Linked DNA regions of Mus musculus: regions 1, 2, 3, 4, 6 and 7 are each linked to region 5. A link is a contact called in public ChIA-PET, HiChIP or PLAC-seq, capture Hi-C and promoter capture Hi-C data. All regions are on one chromosome and are shown on one strand. The core of a region is the stretch at or near the end of the contact, and the rest is flanking DNA. Distances in the headings are between cores, read along the strand shown.

Region 1 (2,700 bases), core at 148-2,647, 430 kb after region 5:
TACGACTGTGAACGCCTGCCTGTGGCTTGGGGTCAGGGTATATGCTGCACAGCAAAGCAGAAAGCCATGACCTTCTCTCCAAATAGCATGTGGATTAGTCACTTACCCTGTTCTGGAACCTACTTCTGCTGTGCAGCAGGAACGCAGACGTCTAGGAACCACAAGGAAATCGAACAGTTTTCCATTGCCAAAGGTGATTCTCCCTCTCTTCTCATTATCTGTTAGAATAGTCAAGGAAAATTACACTTTACTGAGTAACCCCCAGCCTTTCAAAGGTCACACAGGAATATAATCACTAACCTCTGGTGGTTCACGATGGTTTAGACACTTTAATAATATGATGATCTACCTACACGGGCATCCTGTTAAGTTTTGTGCTAGATAATTTCCCCCAAATTCAGTCAAATATACAAGTTCTAAGCATATCTGATAGGCAAGACAAGGCTAGATTATGATGTTCAACAGGTGTTTTTATTCTTTTTTTTTTCTTAAAATATCTTAAACTTAACAATGGGTTCATTGTGGTGTAACTTGGCCACTAAGAATGTCTGTATTCTGCCATTGGAGAGGATACTCGTTAGTTTTGAAAATGAACGGGCACTGTATTATACACTCTCAAAGGTAATTGTGAGCAATGGTCCACCTCAGCCACCAGAAGCCGGCATAGTCTGTGCACAGCAGATACACACCCCACAGCCTCTGAAAACCAGGGGTAGATCATGGTTTATCTTGTGCAGGTCATGTGTGAACGCCTCTTCTAATGCAAGAGAATCGCCTAAACGTCATGGGATTTCCAGCAGCTTCCTGCAGTGTGGCAGAAAGCCATTAACGAATGTGATTTGCCAGTTATTGTAAAGTGTCAATCAAATCAGAGGAAGAAAAAGCAATGTTTCAATGATTAAAAAAAATATTCAATAGCTTGTTCAAAATAACCACCCATCGTGGCCCTCTAACTTACCTAACAACGGGACACAGTGTTAATCAATGGCATCACTTACCTGTTCAGAGATAACTATTTGATCCAAGTAGCTATTGGTATTTGTTGTTTTAATAGTTTATTTTCAAGAGAACATAGGGAGGGGTGCAAGAGGAAAAGCAGTGTTTTGTTAATACCAAAGACATAATATAAAACAACCCTCAGATGGTGCAGCTTATTTGAGGAGGTACATTCTGCATTTGCGGAAAGGAGCCGACTCGTGGGTTGCTGAGGATGTTGGTGTATCTACTATTTTGATGTGGCTGAGCATAAAGTAGAGCCCTGGAAGTTCTGCTGTGTTAAAAAATAGAAAGCAACGCGTCCTTTAAGGGTCCCTGTTTATTCTTCCTCGACCACTTTCCTCTGACTCCTCCTCCTTCCCAGGGAAGGTGTGATTCCAATCCCTAGAGCCCCCTCAAGTATTGTCAAGCGGCTGGCTGCTGGGTGTTGCTTGCTGGGAAGTACGGAAAGAAATTTGACACCGAATCTCATCTTGGCTACTGGGAGAAATACCATCTTTGAGGTCACAGGACTTAAAGGACATTTCTATTATTGTTTTGTCTCTTTACTGGTAGTCTTGATGGAAGAAGGTCCCCTGATCATGCGAAACGGATCCGGGAGAAATCAGACATTACCTTGTCCACCTTTTCTCTGCATTCTGATTCCCCCAACTATCTCCGTCACCTTATAAAACTGGCAGGCTCTGGACCTTTTGCACGCTGGAGAAAAATCACTGTTTTGCCTCCAGCAAGGAACATGCATGTTGCAACACTGACTCCTCCTCTAGTGAAGAAAGAGTGAACAAGTGCACCGAGTTGAGCTTCTTCTCAGAGACACGCGGCTGGCGACGGCAGAGCAGAGGCTAAAATCCCCAGACTGCCGGGTCTTCTGAGCTGGGCTTTCCCCGCCTTCCTGCTCTGTCTCACTCACTCCTCTCCTGCGTTCTGGATTTTACACGGGGCTCAGGAAACAGCTTTACCTGTCACTGAAAAAGCTCGCGTTCTTTGCAAGAAGTGCTCAATCCCTGGTATGGCAGACTTTTCTCTCCAGCAGAAGTGAGTACCCATGTCAGACAAGGCTGTGCGTGGCCAGGGGTGGTGCGGGCGGGCGCTCTCCAGGGCCGCGGGTTCGAGGCCGCGAGTGGGAGTGGAACAGTTGGCTGCAGGCGCGGACAGCTTAGGGAAATGCCAGCTAGCTGCCAGAGCCCGCGGGCGCGAGGAAACCCCATCCCGTGCTGTGAGCGTGCCTGAAGCCAAACCTTGGTGTCCCTTTCGAGAAAAGCTAAATATATGCCAAGGGGCTTGGCCACCCACCCCAGCTTTTACAACTGCTCTCGGTGTGTTTTAAAATAAACCCTGCAAGCGCGCCCTTGCGAATGAGTTTCGGTGGTGTGATGGTGGGGTTGCAGGTGGTTTGTGTCGAAATGAAAAGCTGGGGAGATAGCGGGGAGGCTGAATGGGCTGGGGCAGGAGACGTGGTGGCAGCTAACTTGGGCAGTCTCCTGCCGGCTGCACAGCTGGGTGCCAGGTGAAGAGACAGTCACCTGAGCTCCCACCCCCACTCCCTAAGGCAGCTAAGCGGAGTCTGGGCAGTGTGCTAGGAATTCAGGCCCTAGGGGTAGAAGCAAGGACACACTGCTGGAGCAAAGATCATGGGATCAGGGGACAGAGGGGATAGCCTCCCAGAACCCAGACTCTTAATGCTGAGGCAGGGGGAGGCAAGGG
Region 2 (2,700 bases), core at 183-2,682, 280 kb before region 5:
TGCCCAGACAATGCAAGCATATTGCACTGCATATCCTATTCATGGGGTTAGATAATGGATATATTCCTTCAGCTGCCTTGGCCATTGTAGATTGGACCATACAAGCAGGAAGTGGTCCCCACCTTCATGAATCTACCTACAGTTAGACTGTTATGTTGATATTTAATCAAGGAGTTAGCTAGTGTGTGGGTACTCTGCTTCTTCTGCTTGATAAAATTGTATTAGCATCCTGTGACTCACATATATTCTAGGTTTATGCAAATCTATTTTGAGCACAGAATACAAAATATATAGCTTCCAACTTTCCAAATTGTCCAACAAGCTTATTTTCTTAGAAACTATTATTATTTTAATTAAAATATCTATTAGATGAAGTAAAAAAAGTTTAGTCATAGGAATGCTTTGACTCAAAGGGAAAACAAAGATTTTGGAGGGGGCTTTTAAAATCAAGAGCTTCTCAAATATAGGAACAAGGTTTTAAATGTTAGAAATGCCATGGCTCAAAGTACAAACAAAAGCTTTAAGGATCTGCTGTATAATAGATTAGTTTGACAGATCATTTTCTCAGCATGATTTAACTTCTCCAAGTTGCTTAGATGAAAATTGTGTACTCAGGTTAGAGCTAGCCAAGTTCTTTTGTTCTAACAACAACAAAAAAAATCCCTCACCAAGTTAATGCCTCAAATTGTTTCTTCTAAACTAGATGACGGGTGGAATCTGTTGAAAGATATATAAGCAAATGATTGATGGTGCTTCTGAGAACATTGCTGTGAGAAGACATTCTCTCTGGTGTCTGGGTTGGTGCGGTGAGAGGCTGTGGTGAAGCAGCCCTTCCTCTCTGAGAATACAGCGGCCTTCTTGTTTAATTCTCACACCTGCTTTGCCAAAGCCAGTTTTTTTCTTCCCCTCAGAAAAATGTAATGGAAGTAAAACTCACTGAGAATGTAAACCACCCACAGGCAGCTGAGTTTCTGATATGGATCTCACATGTAGCAAAAGGTAAAGTACATCACAGGAAAAAAATCCTCAAAAGGTCATCGTTTTCTTTCTTTCTTTTCTTTTCTTTTTTTCTTTCTTTTCTTGTTTTCTTTTTTTTTTAATCACTCGTATTGGATTCTTCTCCTGATTCTTCAGAACAGAATTTACTGACCTTTTCACTTGGCACTCAGACACTGGTATTGATCTCATAGCATCTTTCTCTGGTGCTCTAAGATACCAGAGGCTGGTATCTTAGAAACGCACAGGCTGTGTGCAGAACTCATGATAAGTCTGAGGGAGACTCAGAACAGGAAGGGAACCTCACATGGAAAGAAGATGATGGATGGCAGAGTGGCTTGTTCCTTCCAGGGCTCACTTGGGTCTTGGCTCTTCTACACTGATGAGATGAAGTACATCACAAATATGGGGTATTATCTAATGCCATTCACTGCCTTACTAAGCCCAGGACATTCCCTTCGTTTCCAAGGGAACAGAGAAGGAAAGTACCATTCCACAGGTTTCCTACTTACTCATGCCTCAAAAGTCATTTAGCAGTATCATTCAAAATACATTTACTTAAGAGTGTCATTGAAGCTACAACATGCATGCAGTAAATCATGGGAACTTGAGCTTAACTAATCAGTTACTTAGAAAGTGTTTGAGTTGAAATTCACACTTATTTCTTATAAATTAAAACCCAAAACAAATGTTAAATAAATCAGTAATATAACAATACTTAGAAGGGCTGTGTCTTTCTATAGCCATATGTTTATGGGAGATATTTATTTGTATGTAAATATAATCTGTATACTAGTGGCAAAAATATTGCATATAGCTTTAAAACAGTGCCAAGCCAATAGTGACTTGTCATTTTATCACAGAACTGTCGCTCAAGCTATTTTCTCCACAGTGAGATGTTCTCATATGTAAATATTATCTTGACAGCAAACAGTTAAGTAGACATCAAATAAACACTGGTTTTGAAGCAGCATTCTGTTTGATAAATAAGAATATTGATGGTATTTATACTATACATGCTAAATATTTTATTTAAAATAAGGTGTGTTTCTAGTGGTAAGCTCTATGTATATGAGGTATCTACTTGTTATAATGAAAAAAAAAAAAAACCAACTGGGGCATCCTCTCGAGTAACCAGAAATTAAGATTTCTGTGAGCTATCAGTTTAGACATTTATAAAAGCACGTCATTTGGTACTTTCTGAGAGATTTTGCTTTAAGAAGTTCTGACTTAGCAGATTTTTTTTTTTAATTAAAGGTCTGAAACAGCAACTGCTTCAATAGAACAGAACATCTAACTCTGCCAGTAAATGACTTGCAAAGTGTGCTTTCTCTCACCAGCTAACATGTCACTTGCATCCTGAGGCTCTCTGGCTGTGCTTTTGTTTGTTGATAAAAATGTAATACTTTATTATAATGTAGGATACTTTACCTTAATGAACTGTATAGCAGTGAACAGGAATGTATATTGTTTAGGACTGGGCAAGTGTTTATTTTGGTGCATACCTTAATCTAGCTTTGTGGTGTTTTTATTGGTGACCCTATTACAGCAACGTGATTGTGCTTCAGAGATATTTATAAATATCATTGGTGTGATGCTTCTGTTACAGGTGATAACATTTAACTTGGAAAGTGGTGAGTCTTTTTAAAATGCATGACACAGTTACTCATAAAATTACCATTTTAACAGCCAAGGATAAGATAT
Region 3 (2,700 bases), core at 33-2,532, 490 kb after region 5:
AGTTTGCAAGACCAAGGGGCCTCTCTTCCCAATGATGGCCAACTAGGCCATCTTCTGCTGCATATGCAGCTAGTACTTGGATGGAAGGCCACAACTGACTCTTAAAGACTGTATGTAACACCAAATATTAGAGCAATTGTCTTCACTTAGTAGCATTTCTGAGGGTTTAAGTCCCTTTCATTTGGATTCTCAGTTTCCATGTGCAATGAATTTTTTTACAGGTGAGCAAGAAAAGTATGGAAGGAAGCCTAAGAAAGGCCGCAATGAGACTTTAAAAAATGATGCCAATTTTAGAACGCATCTTCTCTTTCAGACTTGGAAAATTAACTTTTATTACTGCCCTATGCAAACTAAATTTAAAATAAGCTTTGGATTATACCCCGTGCGTATGAGCGGACGTTATGACATTGATTGACAACGTCAGATCTACCCTCAACCCTCTGAGAGTATGATTCACACATACCTGGGATCAGAAAAGAAGTGTTTTCCAGACTAGGCAAGTCACTAGAGCTCTGGTGGTACTCAGGGTAGATTTCTTCCCCATAATTCCTAGCTAAAGATGAAAGATACAGACAAATGACCCATCCTAGGAGAATTTACAAGGGTAGTGGTAAGCAGGTAGGTTTCAGAACAGCTCATGAAACAATTCTGCAGCAGGAGTCAAGGAGTCCCAAAGAAGTGGCCTATATGGGACAGCAAGGAGAGACTCAAAAAAAAAAAAAAAGGAGGAAAAAAAAACCCTATGTGGGGCTCAGCAGTGAAGAGCACTGAGTGCTCTTTCAGAGATCCTGAGTTCAATTCCCAGCAACCACATGGTGGCTCACAACCATCTGTAATGAGATCTGATGCCCTCTTCTGGTGTGTCTGAAGACAGCTACAGTATACTCATATACATAAATCTTTTAAAAAAAAAGTCCTATGTAAAAGGCATAATGGTAGATGTTGCAAGAAAGCAGTGTGTGTATTGGTATCTGGCAGGAGGCTCAGGAATGTTCACATCACAGTCGTTAGGAAAGGAAAGCAAGGGACCCCTTATTGTAGGATATATGGACAATTTAATCATGGGGTTTTTTTCCCCCAATAATAAAATTTTCAGCAGGAAAAAAAAATAACAGTAAACAGTAAGCTACGTGTAACATAAGGATGAAAGATTTCAAAACCCGTCTTTTACAAAATGCACAGCAACAGCTTCTTTTGTGACAGCATCATCAGTCCCCGTGGTTTGCAGCCGGATGTAACAAGCCCTTTTGAAGAGCTAAGAGGGCAGAAAGTTTCTGTTGCCAAATATATAAGAGAAGCAGGAAGCACTTAGCCTCGGACCAGGAAGGGCATCCTTGCAGGAGACCCTGCAGGTCTGTGCAGTTCATTGCCCAATGCTTCCCTTAAATAAAGAGCCACAGACTTCAGGAGTGTGTTCCCCCCTGAGTGATTCTGCAAGAGTTGTTTGCCCTCCAGCACTGGGCTGTGCTGAAAGAGTTTAGTTTCCCAGGGAACAAGATCTGGGTCTAAGGCAAGGCAAGCAGCATCCTATGCCCAAACCAGTAACTCCGTTTTCTCAGCCTGCCAATCACATTGGAGCTTCCAGACCATCAGTAGCTGGGGGGGGGGGGGGGGGGGGGGGAAGGCCTCAAGTCTCCAGTCCCCATCATGATAGTGAGACCCAGAGGAAAGGGAACACCTGTTGCCACCATTTTGAAGGGACAGTGGTGACCCATAAAGAGGGTGCTCTAAAGGAGACAGGACAATTCAAGGACTTGGATAAAATATCAAACTGACAGTGGTGAGCAACTGTCAGGTTCTAGGACCAGTTTAATCCTGACTGGGCAGAGGATAGGGGCCATCCACACAACCCCTGGAGGGAGCGTTCTATAGAACCGGCTGCCTTGGTCAGCTTAGGGCAACCAGCATTAAGGCAGCAGGAGGAGGGATATAACCCAGGCTCACCTCTCCCAACCCCTACACAGGGTTCCTTCCTGCCAAGGCTCTCTACACCTTTAGTTTACAGTGGAAATCAGAAGGCAGTAGGACTCAGGTGCAGACCATATAATTCAGAACAGGAAACAGGAAATGTGGAAGAAGGAGGGGCTAAGGGAGAGCACAAACATTGGCCAGCTGCAGCCCGGCCCCAATTGGGACTGCAGACTTGGGTAGATGGATGGTTGCCACATCCTGCTCTGAGCCTTTTGAGTGACTCTGAGATAGAGCGCCTCTGTGGAGTTCCACAGAGCAGGCACACAGGCTGAAATCATGAGGTTTGTATTTTACCTCCTTGCCGGTTTGCAAGTCTTGAAAGCTCACTCCTCTAAGCTGATGGCAGCCCTCATGCAAAGCAATCTGATTGCTGTGTCTGGGGTTCAATACACACACACACACACACACACACACACACACACACACTCAGGTGCACGTGCATACACACAAAGACAGAACAGTTTGCTTGCAACATTGTCATAGCTTAGTGAACAGTATAGCATTGTTCTGGCTCAAGAAGCCCTGGTTCTTCAAAGCTCCTACTTAGATGAAATTATTTGCATCACAAACAAAAATTGTTTTGCATTTTTTAGATAATGAAGGATCGTTTAAATATATAAATTAAGGGCTATTTAGAAAAAATAGGTGTCTTTGTGAGACTGGCTTAATTCACTTACCATGATCATATTCAGTTATGGTCATTTTAAATACAAATCATGTGTGTTCCAA
Region 4 (2,700 bases), core at 65-2,564, 330 kb after region 5:
AATTATAATTAATGTGTCATTTAACAGTGAACATAACAGATGACTCCTGCAAAAAATGCATCGTCAGGCAATTTTGTTGTAAAACTACAAATATATACTTAAAATTAGATGATGTACCCTACTGTGTACATCCTTTGGCTATATAGTAATGACACCATGTTACATGTAATTTTCGTGTAGTCTTTTCTATTGATATGATAAGATATCATGACCAAGACAATGTATAAAAGAAAGAGTTTAATTGGGTTTATTCCTTAAAGAATAAAGACATGGTGGTAGGCAGTTGGAGCAACTGCTGAGAGCTCACATCACAGAAGTAGAAGGCAAAGAGCACATGAGAAAGTACATGGGTCCTTTGACACCAGTGACACACGTCTTTCAACAAGGCCACACCTCCTAATCCTTCCCCAACATTTCTACTAATTAGAGACTAAAAATTCACACATGAGCATCTGGGGACCATTCTTTAAACACAACCCATCATCAACTGAAACACTATGGAACATATGACCATAATTTGAACCAGGCTACCTTGTAGGGCTATATAAATTGAATCTCATGAACCACTGCATTTGATCTTTTGACCTAGAGGAGATTTAAAGCTACAAAAGCTGCCCCAAGAGAGCTAAGTGGTACAAGATTAAAACTTGAAATATTTTATTTGAGCTCACAAGCTATGTTGGTGTCTCAATATCCACATAAACTTTGAAACTGGTTCAAGTAGTTGTCAGTATAATTCCTTTTCCATGGCTTCTAAAGATGTTTCTATGTGTGACCTGGAACATCTTTCAGGATCTACAGAGAGTTTGAGAGTTAAAAAGATCTGACCAGTGTTGAACCAGGGACATGCACACTGTGGACACTGCTAAAGGTGGCTCTTCTCCAAAACCACCTTCCTGAGAATCATATCTGTCTCTACTTCACTTTCCTCACTGGTTATGAAATTCCTGCTCCACACTTATTAGCCCTTCATTGTGGAAAAATGTGCACTGATCTACAGCCAAAGGATGTCTCCTTTTCTCAACCACTAGGAAATCCTGTAGCACTTTAAAACTCTTTCTGTTACAGCTGTTCAAAGAGACACCAAAGAGTAAGCTTGAAATCCATAACAACAGGGATTTTTTGTTGTTGTTGTTTATTTGTTTGTCTTTGAGGGTTCCCAGCAGAAAAACTCCCATTGTAAAAAAAAAAAAAAAAAAAGAAAAGAAAAGAAAAAGAAAAAAGAAAGAAATCACTGGTGTGTGCCCACATGTTTCCAGGCTCTCATCTTGTGTAGAATTCAATATTTTAAATGGTACCCATGGGACTCCCTATTATGAATGAGGATACAGATGTCTGACACTTCAATAGTTATGAGAAGGCTCAAATTTACTAATTAGTCTTAGTGGATTGCAGTCCCTTTATGAGATGTTTTTGCTTTATTTTTTAAATTTTTTGCTTTTGAAAGGGTCTGTATTTATTCCCTTAAAACGTAGTACACATACTTATAAGGTACATGTCTTAGTGTTCCTTTGCAGTGAGGAGACACCATGACCATAGTAACTTCATTGAGAAAAGCATTTAGTTGGGTCTGGTATGTTTCAGGAGTTTAGTCCATTATCATCATGGCAGGAAGCATGGTGACATACAGGTAGAAACGAGGTTGGAAAGGTAGCTAAGAGTTCTATATCTGGATCCACAATGAGCCAGTGGGCCTGGCTTGACCATTTAAAACCCCCAAACCCACCCTGAGTGACACACTTCCTCCAACAAAGTCAAACCTTCTCCAACAAGGCCACAGGTCCTAACCCTTTCAAATACTTCCACTCTTATGAGGTGGTTTTCCTTAAAACCACCACAATACATACAAGTTTAAGTCACACCTAATTTATTTGGTCAATTCACCAAGGGTCTGAAGAACTTAAGGTTTAATTGTCACTTTTATCCATTAAGAGCAATCTAGGAAGAAAGGCTGTCCCCAAGTTGTACTGGATCGTTAGAAAATAGCTAAGATCCAAATGACAGAAACCCATACCAACACATAGGAAAGTAACTGCTTTCCACATATTTACCTTAATAGCTCTATTTTACTAAGTTGTTCTGTAGAGAACAGTCATTTCCAGTCCTGTTTCAGAAATAAACTTAGTTCCTGGGGAGAATAAAAAGCATCCATTGGCTATGACTTCTCCATGCCTGTGTTCCCACCCTTCCCAGGCTTTCTCTGTCCCAGTCTATAAGACCAAGTTCACAGACATAACAACATTCCTCTCTACAGATAAAGATCCCATGCCTTAAAATAGCACAGGGTTCTAAAGTTTTTAATTAGCATACACACTGTTACATTTTATTTTGACATTTTCAAGCAAAACACGCTTCTCACTAGTCACCTTTACTTTTCTTCTTACTCCTCACCACCCACTTTGTACCCTCCTAACCCCCACAAAAGTTCCCTTTGGCTTGACGTTGCATGTGTCTTACTACCCTGACACCTCCTCAGTACCTCTCTTTATCCATTCTCATGATCTACTTTGCCCCACTCACACCAACATAAACACACACACACACACACACACACACACACACACACACACACACTATAATTAGGGCCTACATATAAAAGACAGCATTTGATAGTCCTCCAACACTTTTCTTAATGTAATATTTTCCAGGAATAATAATCTAAAGCTGCATCCAGACAGTTCAGATCCAAGTATCCAAGCA
Region 5 (2,700 bases), core at 91-2,590:
GAAATAAATGAACCAACTTAAGCTAAGAAATGTGTAACTGCTCCCTCAGAGTAGTGCAACCTTGGGTGTGATACTGCATTTTGGTGGACAGTACTGTGAGAGAGAAAGAGGAAATGATACATGATAAATACTGTCCTGAGTTTAGCATCCTATTTGAGCTGAGAAACTCTCAGAGAACCAAGGAGACAGGACAGGGAAAAAGAATCTATCATTGCTCAAAGCAGGGTGGAGAAGCCTTGGGATATAATAAGTCTAATGTTTATGCCTCACGTAATGCAACTTGGAATATTCCTCACTGAAGATCCTTAGATATCTCACACCTGCACAAATACTACTTACTGTCCTAGCAACTTCTATGGATGACCCAAGGGTGAACTGGCACCGCTGCTCCCATTGGTAGCAACTGGTAGAGAAGCAAGAGAACCTCTGGGAGGTCATGTTGAAATGATTCGTTTTGAAAGCATCTTGCCTGAAGGAAAATCCGTAGCAATTGAAAATGAGCTACCAATAAAGAAACAATAATTCCTCCCCCAGCGAGGAGAAGAGGAAGTGTCTGGTTGCCACTAAATCTGACTTGTTTGTAACTTCCTGGGCCATAAGAATTTAGAAACTTCATGTACAACTTTATGCCTCTGCTAAAATCAAGTAAGGTTAGCTTAGAAAAGGTACCTCAAATGGCCAAAGTTGATAAAGGATAAAGGAAGCTTAAAGTTCCTAAAACTGACAAATGTTAACAGATCTACAATTGTTGTTAAGCAGGGAGAGTGCAAGTGGATCTAATTTATACTGGAGGAAACACAGAAAAAAAGTTGTAACTGTTGAAAGCACTTCCTGCGTGGATTCGTCTTGCACATTTTGATGCGGATGTCATGAAAGCAAAGCAACAGTCAGACTACAGACAGGAACAACTTTTACTCCACACAGGAACAGACCAGTACCTAGAACTTAGCGTCCCTTAGTAATAGAGAGTAGATCAGAAAATCTGAGGGCTAAGACCACGTGATGAGGTCTAATGTCAGAGGCATGATGAAATAAGAAAGCCCCAGTGTGGCTAGGTAGCACTGAGGAGGGCAGGCCAGCACTGCCAGGCACTGCTAGACACTCTGGAGCTACTTTCTATCAGCACCCCCACCCCACCATCCCGTGCTTGCTTCAACTGCTTGCCCTTGGCTGAGTTCACTCACTCACGGTCCGGGACACCCTCAACTCCTGGTTGAGCCACTGGCACAGGATTTCCGACATAGCTCACTGGTGAATTTGACTGCTTGCAGGTGCTAGGAACTTTCCAGGAACTCAGTCAGCTGGACTGCGTCTTCCCGTCGCCCAGGGCAACCAGTTGCTAAGGAAGCTCTTTCAGGCTGGAGCTAGGTCGCCGGCTCAGAGAGGAGGAGGCCCCACTGCATAGCCGTAGTTATCAGAAATTGTTGTCTGCCCCCTACTGGCTTGTAAGACCTGAACCTGTGCTAGTGCAAAAAGAAGGCCTAAAGAGTGTGAGCAGCATTATGAACTAACCAGTACCCCTGAGCTCTTGACTCTAGCTGCATATGTATCAAAAGATGGCCTAGTCGGCCATCACTGGAAAGAGAGGCCCATTGGACACGCAGACTTTGTGTGCCCCCGTACAGGGGAACGCCAGGGCCAAAGGGGGGGAGTGGGTGGGTAGGGGAGTGGGGGTGGGTGGGTAAGGGGGACTTTTGGTATAGCATTGGAAATGTAAATGAGCTAAATACCTAATAAAAAATGGAAAAAAAAAATAAAATGTATTTTCCAAAAAAAAAAAAAAAAAAAAAAAAGAGTGTGAGCAGCAATTATAATAAGAGGTTTCTTAAAAAAAAAAAAAAGTCATTGCCAGATGAACTATAAACCTTGATTTCTCTTCTGTAAATAACCAAGGATAGACTATATAGAGTTATTTGAAATCATAAGCTGGTTTGAAAAGTGGTAATGTGCACTGAACTGTAATTTGTTCAATAAAAGCAATTCTCTAAATTATTCATTGTAATACTTTTATAATTTATTTTTTTTACTATCAATAAGGCCCAAGTTTCACAATGAGGTTTATGTGAGCCATCCTGTCTGGCTTTGATTTCACAAATTCTTTGCCCCGGAAATAATGACTTAATGTCTTTGAACCTCACCGTTCTTTCCTTTAGATGCAGACACAATGCTTGCTTTACAAGTTGAGGAAGTTAAATGAAAACTCACATACTCTGATGACTTGCTTCTGGTAGAAGACCAGCACATGCTTCAAAATTGCTTTTTTTCTTGTAAGGCAATGAGAGGGCTTGCATCTCATCCATGCTTCAAGTAGATCGGAGTTGCTTGTGTTACAGAAGGCAATTATTTCACATAGCTGGTTTGAATTTATTCATGAATGTCCATTTTCACATAGAGACTCATGCCAGTTTCTAAAGCTCAGTTGGCCTCTGAGCTTTCATTTCTTCACCTTCCCTCTTGACCACCCTCTAGTTTCCTCTTCTCTGCCTGTTTTAGAGTGACCTAGCTCAGTTGATATCTACTTTTGTAAATGCTTTCTGCCTTCAGGACCAAAATAACCACCAGGTTGAGTGTTCTCTTTAATTGTCCTGTGTGACATGCACAATTCCTAAAGTCCTACTATACCTCTTTACTTAAACACTAACATGAATTCCACTACTATGTATTTATCGATGGCTAGACTCCTCAATGAGCCAATAAAAA
Region 6 (2,700 bases), core at 169-2,668, 310 kb before region 5:
GATAAAGATAGGAAGAGCTCAACACAGAGGTACAGAGAAGTGATTTTTATAATCACAGTTAACCTGTTTATTCTCTAGATCTGACCAAATACACACACACACACACACACACATCCCAAACAAACAAACAAACCCAGCAGTCTTTTATTAGCAAGGAGTGGGCCTAGGCACCATATTCTAATCTCTAAATAGGATTTCCCATGAGGAGCTATGATGCCTTGGGAAACTGTGATTGGAAGAACCCATTTCCTGCACTCTAGTCCAGACCCTTCTGTCTACCTGACTTCACTCCACCCTAATCACATCCAACTTCTAGACCCATCCTTTCTTCTGCTCAGGGCCAAACTATTTGCTGATGATACATCCTGGGAGAGGAGAACGATTGTCTTCAGCCATATATCCACTGGTGACCTCACCAGGCTCCAATGGATGGTTCCAATCCAATGATTACACAGCCCTCCTTAAACTAAATCGGACCAAAACAAGACAGAGAGGCATGAATCTGGAAGTGAGAAGCATACTGAATCCCTGCCCGTGTCCGCACTTTCCCTTAATTTGTTAAATACCATGCCCTACTGGAAGGAGACTTGGAAAGAGACTAAGGGAAGTTTTGAGGCAAGTGATTATTAATGTTGAATAAATCTCATTTGATGTTTATGTCAAATCTCAGAAATTATACTGTTCATTTGAATGATATTAAAAATCAACTACCACACTTGTCTGAGTAAAATGTGTAACAGGAAGTGGACCAGAGGCCTTTCTAGAAAGTTCTGTTCCTAGTTTTTTGGATGACTCCAGGGTAGATGGAGCCTGGGGATGGGAGTGTGGTAGGCCGTTGGATGTTACAGATACTCAGGGTAGAAAATGTGGCTTAATTTACTCCCAAAGCAAACAACAAGCCTGCTTTTGCTCTGGCAAACATATTGCTAAGAACAAGTGTGGAGCTAATAGAGAACAAAGGGTAAAGTTACAGAAGCTAAAACACCGTGGGGAAAGGTATCTTCTTAGTGTGTGAATGTAGAATTTAAAAAACGAGGGCATTGCCTATAATTGCTGCTACTTGCTCCTAAGGGTTGTGGTTTCCTGATTCACCTGGCAATAAGTCACCAGGGAGACAGCCTTGTAGAGTCAGAAGGGAGCCGCCTGAAGCAAGTATGGCAATTTATCAAGCATTTCCTTTTAAAACGTGGGATACCAGTTTTGATGCTGTTTTAGAAACCAAACAATTGCCAGTAGAACTTCCGCCTACCATTTCTTCCAGAACAAACAGCTTGTTGGGTTTTCACAGTCACTGGGATTTCCTAGGTAACGAGGAGTGTAAACTTGAGAAAAGGCAGAACCAGCATATGAATGACAGCGAGCGGAGCCAATCAGAGCATGACTTTGCTTCAGCGTTCCCAGGCTATCCAATTAGAACTGAAAGCCTTGAAAGGCCAGGACAGCAAAGGAAGACAGGTAAGAGGGAGACACAGGACCATGGGAGGAGACTAGAGTCCCCAGGGCCAGAAGTCCAGAGTTTCACCGTGAAGCAGCCTGCGGCTACAGACGAGCATTTCAGGTAATTCAATGCTTTCATTTGTTTAATTCACTGTCACTGTTTTTGTTTCATTTTTAAGATGAGGATCTCTTATCTAAAAAGAAAAGTTAAAAGTCAGTGAGAATGCATGTCCTGACGAAGCCATCCCTAGACTCTCAGTGCACAAAGAGCACAGCTGGTCCCCAGGTGTAGACTTTTGGAATAGATGCTTAGACAAAAATCAATTTCATTTAGCAAAGGCAAAAGAGATAACACTTTCAGAGTGGTGCCTATTTGCTGGGTCATTGGATGAGAAGTTTCTTTGATGACTTGCAGTAACTATCCCGATGGCCACAGACAAAACAGAGCTTAGAATTCTGTCTCCAACTCACAAAATGATCAACAGATTTAGCATTATTCCCATTTATTCTGTGAGATAAGTTTGTACTGATTATACCACATCCTGTGAATCCATGACAGATGCAGGATAAAAATTTAGAGTTTTTAATTTAGCGTTTTTTTTTTGTTGTTGTTGTTACTTGAGAATTGAATACATTAGTACTATATTTATTTAATATCTACCCTCCACTCTCCACTCTTTAAATTCATGGCCTCTTCTTTTTTAATTCTCTCCCTTCTCCCCCCTCTCTGTTTCACACACACGCACACATACACACACACAGGCACGCACACACACACACACACAGTGAGCTTATTTAGTGATGCCCATGAGTACATGCATGTAAGACTGACTGCTTCGTGTGAGATGCGTTATCCAGAAAGTCCTCCCTATAGAAAATGGATTCTCTCTGTCTCAGCAGCCATTGATTGACTGGAGCTCTTTTTTCTTATGATTAAAAAAACAGAAAACCAAAAATCACTTCTTTGAGATCATAACTGTATTATGCCCCCATCCCTTAACCTCTCCAATCCTTCCCATATGCCCTCTTTGCTCTGTTTAAAATTGGCCATGTGTTTCTTTTTTTTTTTTCATTTTTTATTAGGTATTTAGCTCATTTACATTTCCAATGCTATACCAAAAGTCCCCCATACCGACCCACCCCCACTCCCCTACCCGCCCACTCCCCCTTTTTGGCCCTGGCGTTCCCCTGTACTGGGGCATATAAAGTTTGCAAGTCCAATGGGCCTCTCTTTCCAGTGATGGCCGACTAGGCCATCTTTTG
Region 7 (2,700 bases), core at 181-2,680, 360 kb after region 5:
ACCTGAACGTAAGATTCACTCAGTAACAGGGAACTTGTTCCTGGTACTGTGAACTCAGTCAAGAGCCTGTGGCTAGAGACATCATAGAGTGGAACACACTACTGACATTTTTTCTAAATTGCCATTACTTCCAGCTATATTCTAAATATTTACCTCCCTACTCACAAGTGAGTGCAGCTCCCGCCCCTCATCAAAGATGCTTCTTTTTGTGACAAAGGCTCCTAAGAGAGCCACAACTGATCCCAACTGATATATCTATAATATAATCTTTACACTTCAGGAGCACAATAGAAGATGACCCAGAAAAATTGTAAGAGCTGGAGGACTAGGATTTGCCTACTGCAGATTATGTCTTCAAGACAGGTTAGGAATGCTATAGCAATGAATCCTCAATAATACAGCTGCCTGCTCAAAACTGAACAATGACAGCAGTTGACATACCAATGTGGATGGGGAAACACCATGAATGCTGACCTGCATCAGGCACTCAATGGCTGCTGAGGTGAGGAGAATGAGTTTTCACCACAGACAACGCTGTCCTATAGATCATCTATTCAAACTGATCAGCTCTTAACACATGCACATACAGGCAACACTAATGGGACCCAATATTTATATATATATAATAAAGTTTGTACTAAAAAATGTCATAGATTATAAAAAAGGATGGGGAAGACAAAGGGAGTTGGATTGGGAAACAGGGAAATGGAAATGCTGTAAATACAGTGTACACATGTGAAATTCTCAGTTAAAAGTCAATTGAATGAAATGAAAACAAAAATAAAACAGAATTCCATTCAATTCATCTAAAAGTGTTCAGGGTGGAGTCTAAATGCAAATAAGAACAAAATTATTTTTAATAGGTCACACACACCAAGATGTGTTTAGAACTTGATATTCAAGATGAAGCCTCAGAATTAATGACTTAAAAACATCTTACTGATAATTTTAATACAAATAAAGGAACAAACAAAGCAAATAAAACAACAATAAAACCAATAACAAGAAACAAACAAACAAAAAAAAACAAAACCAAAACAACAACAAAAACAAATACAAACAAACAAACACCAGGAGAAAGGACCTCTCCGCAGTCATTCTGGTCCTCTGGTTCTTATACTCTTTTGTTTCCATGATGTTCCCTGAATCCCGGACGGAGGGGTTCCACGCACTCCAGTCGAGTCAGCTTGACAGGCTGTGTAGCCTAAAAGCCACCCACGAGGCAGAGAGTTTCAAGGAAGCTCACCTCCTGGAGTTTTGGCGTTCTCATACTCATACTCTATTCCCGTGTTAGTCTGGTGTATGGATCTACGAGCTCTCTTTTAATATTTTATTATAAATGCCTTTTAAGATTAAATTCTGTTATAGTGTTCCTAGGTCCCAGAAGCCTGAAAGCTTGAAATCTGAACTTGAAATCCGGCAGGACTGCAGAAAGGAAGTTACCTATTCAGTTACTAATTAAGCATTACAAAGACAGTAGCTCAGAGCTGGTCTACAAAATATTTACCAAGGACAGTAGCAATTCTCACCCAAACGAGGGAACAATAGAGCTAGAGAATCCCACTGAGACAGAGATCTTCTCTACAGCTAGGTATAAAGCTTCACATTAGAAGCAAGTTGGTATATTCTTCTGTAGACCCAGGAAATAGGGTGTTGGGGTATTGCAGTATTCATGATAAGGTCTGCTAGTGCAGAACCCCTGGTGGTGGGTTTTACAATAGACTAGTTTACACCTGGCTCCTTTCTTTTGCGGCAGCAGCCTGGTCCCCACCTTCTTTTGATGTATTGTGTCACTGTAACTTGGTGGATTGTATTTTGCCTGGTTTCTTGTTATTTCTTTGGTATAAAAAGTTTGATGCTCGACCTGACAAATACATTCAGATTCTACACAACCTCTCCTGTGTGCATCTGTCTGTCAACCGCCGACGCTTTGCCCACCTGCCCCAGGGACCCATTCCACACAGACAAAGGGATCCAGAGGGTCTGCGGCACAGGGGTTCTGTTGTAGATACATTAAGTAGGGTTCCAACACTCACAAATGGAGATCTTACAAGTACCAGTTGGGTTCTGGCACCCACAAATGGGCGTTCTTTCAATGTCCTCTAGCTGCTGCAAAACCAAAAGAAAACAAAAGAAATAATTCCAGATCAATGCAGAAATTAGTGATGAGGCAGGATGGTCGTCAGCGGTGACACCGTAGGATCAACAAAATCAGAAGGTGAACCTTCCAAAAGTCTGAATTACCCAGGATGGGTAAATTCTAGTTTATTTTTAAAGAATAGTAAATTTTATATTTTAAAAGAAACATTTTTATAACCTTTAAAAAATTAAATTAGTAGATAAAAACTTCCCAAAATTACTCGGGCTACTGATCTCCTCTGCCAAATGCCAGAGGCTTTTTTTTCTCTCTAGGTTTTGTACAAGTTTTTACCAATGACAAATGGAGAGAAAAAAAAGAAAGTTGACAAAATTATGTAATACAGCCAACCTAAGTTCACCATCACACCATCACACTCAAGAGATAAAACTATAAGTCTAATTTAATGAATAAAGATGGAAAACTTAAGCAAAGAATGTTATATGGATTTACCTCACAAAACTATTATCTGTAATGTACTACTAAGTACAAAACATGTTTGTTTTTCTACAGATGTAGCAGAAGAACAGGGCAGAATGAAAATCCATTCCTAACAGCCTTTT

The links. Promoter capture Hi-C pulls out the DNA fragments that hold promoters and counts their contacts. HiChIP or PLAC-seq counts read pairs in DNA pulled down with a chosen protein or histone mark. ChIA-PET counts read pairs in DNA pulled down with a chosen protein or histone mark. Capture Hi-C pulls out chosen DNA fragments and counts their contacts.
Region 1: a capture Hi-C map of embryonic stem cells shows a contact between it and region 5, with 6 times the contacts expected there. The contact joins the promoter of Prlr here to the promoter of Spef2 in region 5. A contact is called at or near these places in 10 of 39 promoter capture datasets (the 3T3-L1 cell line, the C10 cell line, cranial neural crest and 5 more), 2 of 115 datasets of contacts at active chromatin or transcription factors (embryonic stem cells and large pre-B cells) and 3 of 9 other capture datasets (adipose tissue, embryonic stem cells and liver).
Region 2: an RNA polymerase II ChIA-PET map of memory CD8 T cells shows a contact between it and region 5, with 40 read pairs. The contact joins the enhancer-like site here to the promoter of Spef2 in region 5. A contact is called at or near these places in 9 of 39 promoter capture datasets (the C10 cell line, embryonic stem cells, hippocampal neurons and 4 more), 1 of 15 datasets of contacts at CTCF or cohesin (CD8 T cells), 9 of 484 Hi-C or Micro-C datasets (the BV-2 cell line, CD8 T cells, LSK cells and 4 more), 6 of 115 datasets of contacts at active chromatin or transcription factors (the 230-238 cell line, CD8 T cells, DN3 thymocytes and 2 more) and 2 of 9 other capture datasets (embryonic stem cells and macrophages).
Region 3: a RAD21 HiChIP or PLAC-seq map of pro-B cells shows a contact between it and region 5, with 4 times the contacts expected there. The contact joins the enhancer-like site here to the promoter of Spef2 in region 5. A contact is called at or near these places in 9 of 39 promoter capture datasets (the 3T3-L1 cell line, the C10 cell line, HPC-7-derived erythroid cells and 4 more), 1 of 15 datasets of contacts at CTCF or cohesin (pro-B cells), 1 of 115 datasets of contacts at active chromatin or transcription factors (large pre-B cells) and 1 of 9 other capture datasets (embryonic stem cells).
Region 4: a contact with region 5 is called in a RAD21 HiChIP or PLAC-seq map of pro-B cells, with 5 times the contacts expected there. The contact joins the enhancer-like site here to the promoter of Spef2 in region 5. A contact is called at or near these places in 8 of 39 promoter capture datasets (the C10 cell line, hippocampal neurons, liver and 3 more), 2 of 15 datasets of contacts at CTCF or cohesin (large pre-B cells and pro-B cells), 5 of 484 Hi-C or Micro-C datasets (CD4 T cells, Th1 cells, embryonic stem cells and 2 more), 4 of 115 datasets of contacts at active chromatin or transcription factors (the 230-238 cell line, CD8 T cells, fibro-adipogenic progenitors and 1 more) and 1 of 9 other capture datasets (adipose tissue).
Region 6: a promoter capture Hi-C map of the HPC-7 cell line shows a contact between it and region 5. The contact joins the promoter of Capsl here to the promoter of Spef2 in region 5. A contact is called at or near these places in 8 of 39 promoter capture datasets (the C10 cell line, the HPC-7 cell line, embryonic stem cells and 4 more), 1 of 484 Hi-C or Micro-C datasets (erythroblasts) and 1 of 9 other capture datasets (adipose tissue).
Region 7: a contact with region 5 is called in an H3K27ac HiChIP or PLAC-seq map of embryonic stem cells, with 4 times the contacts expected there. The contact joins the enhancer-like site here to the promoter of Spef2 in region 5. A contact is called at or near these places in 5 of 39 promoter capture datasets (the C10 cell line, liver, pre-B cells and 1 more), 3 of 115 datasets of contacts at active chromatin or transcription factors (the 230-238 cell line, embryonic stem cells and large pre-B cells) and 1 of 9 other capture datasets (embryonic stem cells).

Annotation. Positions count from the first base shown.
Region 1 is chr15:10,175,841-10,178,540 of GRCm38.p6, forward strand. It overlaps Prlr (prolactin receptor), which reads left to right and starts at 1,398. Exons shown (of 10, transcript NM_011169.5): 1 at 1,398-2,031.
Region 2 is chr15:9,471,554-9,474,253 of GRCm38.p6, forward strand. No RefSeq gene overlaps it. Among named protein-coding and RNA genes, the nearest start is that of Capsl, 37 kb to the left of the region's middle. Within about 2 kb of position 1,433, at least 46 of the 459 cell types and tissues checked have an H3K27ac peak or open chromatin away from gene starts, as enhancers often do. A contact at or near this core is called in CD8 T cells, DN3 thymocytes, memory CD8 T cells and 2 more, where this site is marked.
Region 3 is chr15:10,234,874-10,237,573 of GRCm38.p6, forward strand. All of the region lies in intron 1 of Prlr (prolactin receptor), which reads left to right. Among named protein-coding and RNA genes, the nearest start is that of Gm41268, 34 kb to the left of the region's middle. Within about 2 kb of position 1,283, at least 34 of the 459 cell types and tissues checked have an H3K27ac peak or open chromatin away from gene starts, as enhancers often do. A contact at or near this core is called in pre-B cells and pro-B cells, where this site is marked.
Region 4 is chr15:10,081,512-10,084,211 of GRCm38.p6, forward strand. No RefSeq gene overlaps it. Among named protein-coding and RNA genes, the nearest start is that of Prlr, 94 kb to the right of the region's middle. Within about 2 kb of position 1,315, at least 2 of the 459 cell types and tissues checked have an H3K27ac peak or open chromatin away from gene starts, as enhancers often do. A contact at or near this core is called in pro-B cells, where this site is marked.
Region 5 is chr15:9,747,528-9,750,227 of GRCm38.p6, forward strand. It overlaps Spef2 (sperm flagellar 2), which reads right to left and starts at 1,341. Exons shown (of 37, transcript NM_001305042.1): 1 at 1,185-1,341. The coding sequence starts at 1,242.
Region 6 is chr15:9,434,610-9,437,309 of GRCm38.p6, forward strand. Capsl (calcyphosine-like) reads left to right here and starts at 1,419. Exons shown (of 5, transcript NM_029341.1): 1 at 1,419-1,558.
Region 7 is chr15:10,104,226-10,106,925 of GRCm38.p6, forward strand. No RefSeq gene overlaps it. Among named protein-coding and RNA genes, the nearest start is that of Prlr, 72 kb to the right of the region's middle. Within about 2 kb of position 1,431, at least 13 of the 459 cell types and tissues checked have an H3K27ac peak or open chromatin away from gene starts, as enhancers often do. A contact at or near this core is called in embryonic stem cells and stem cell-derived epiblast-like cells, where this site is marked.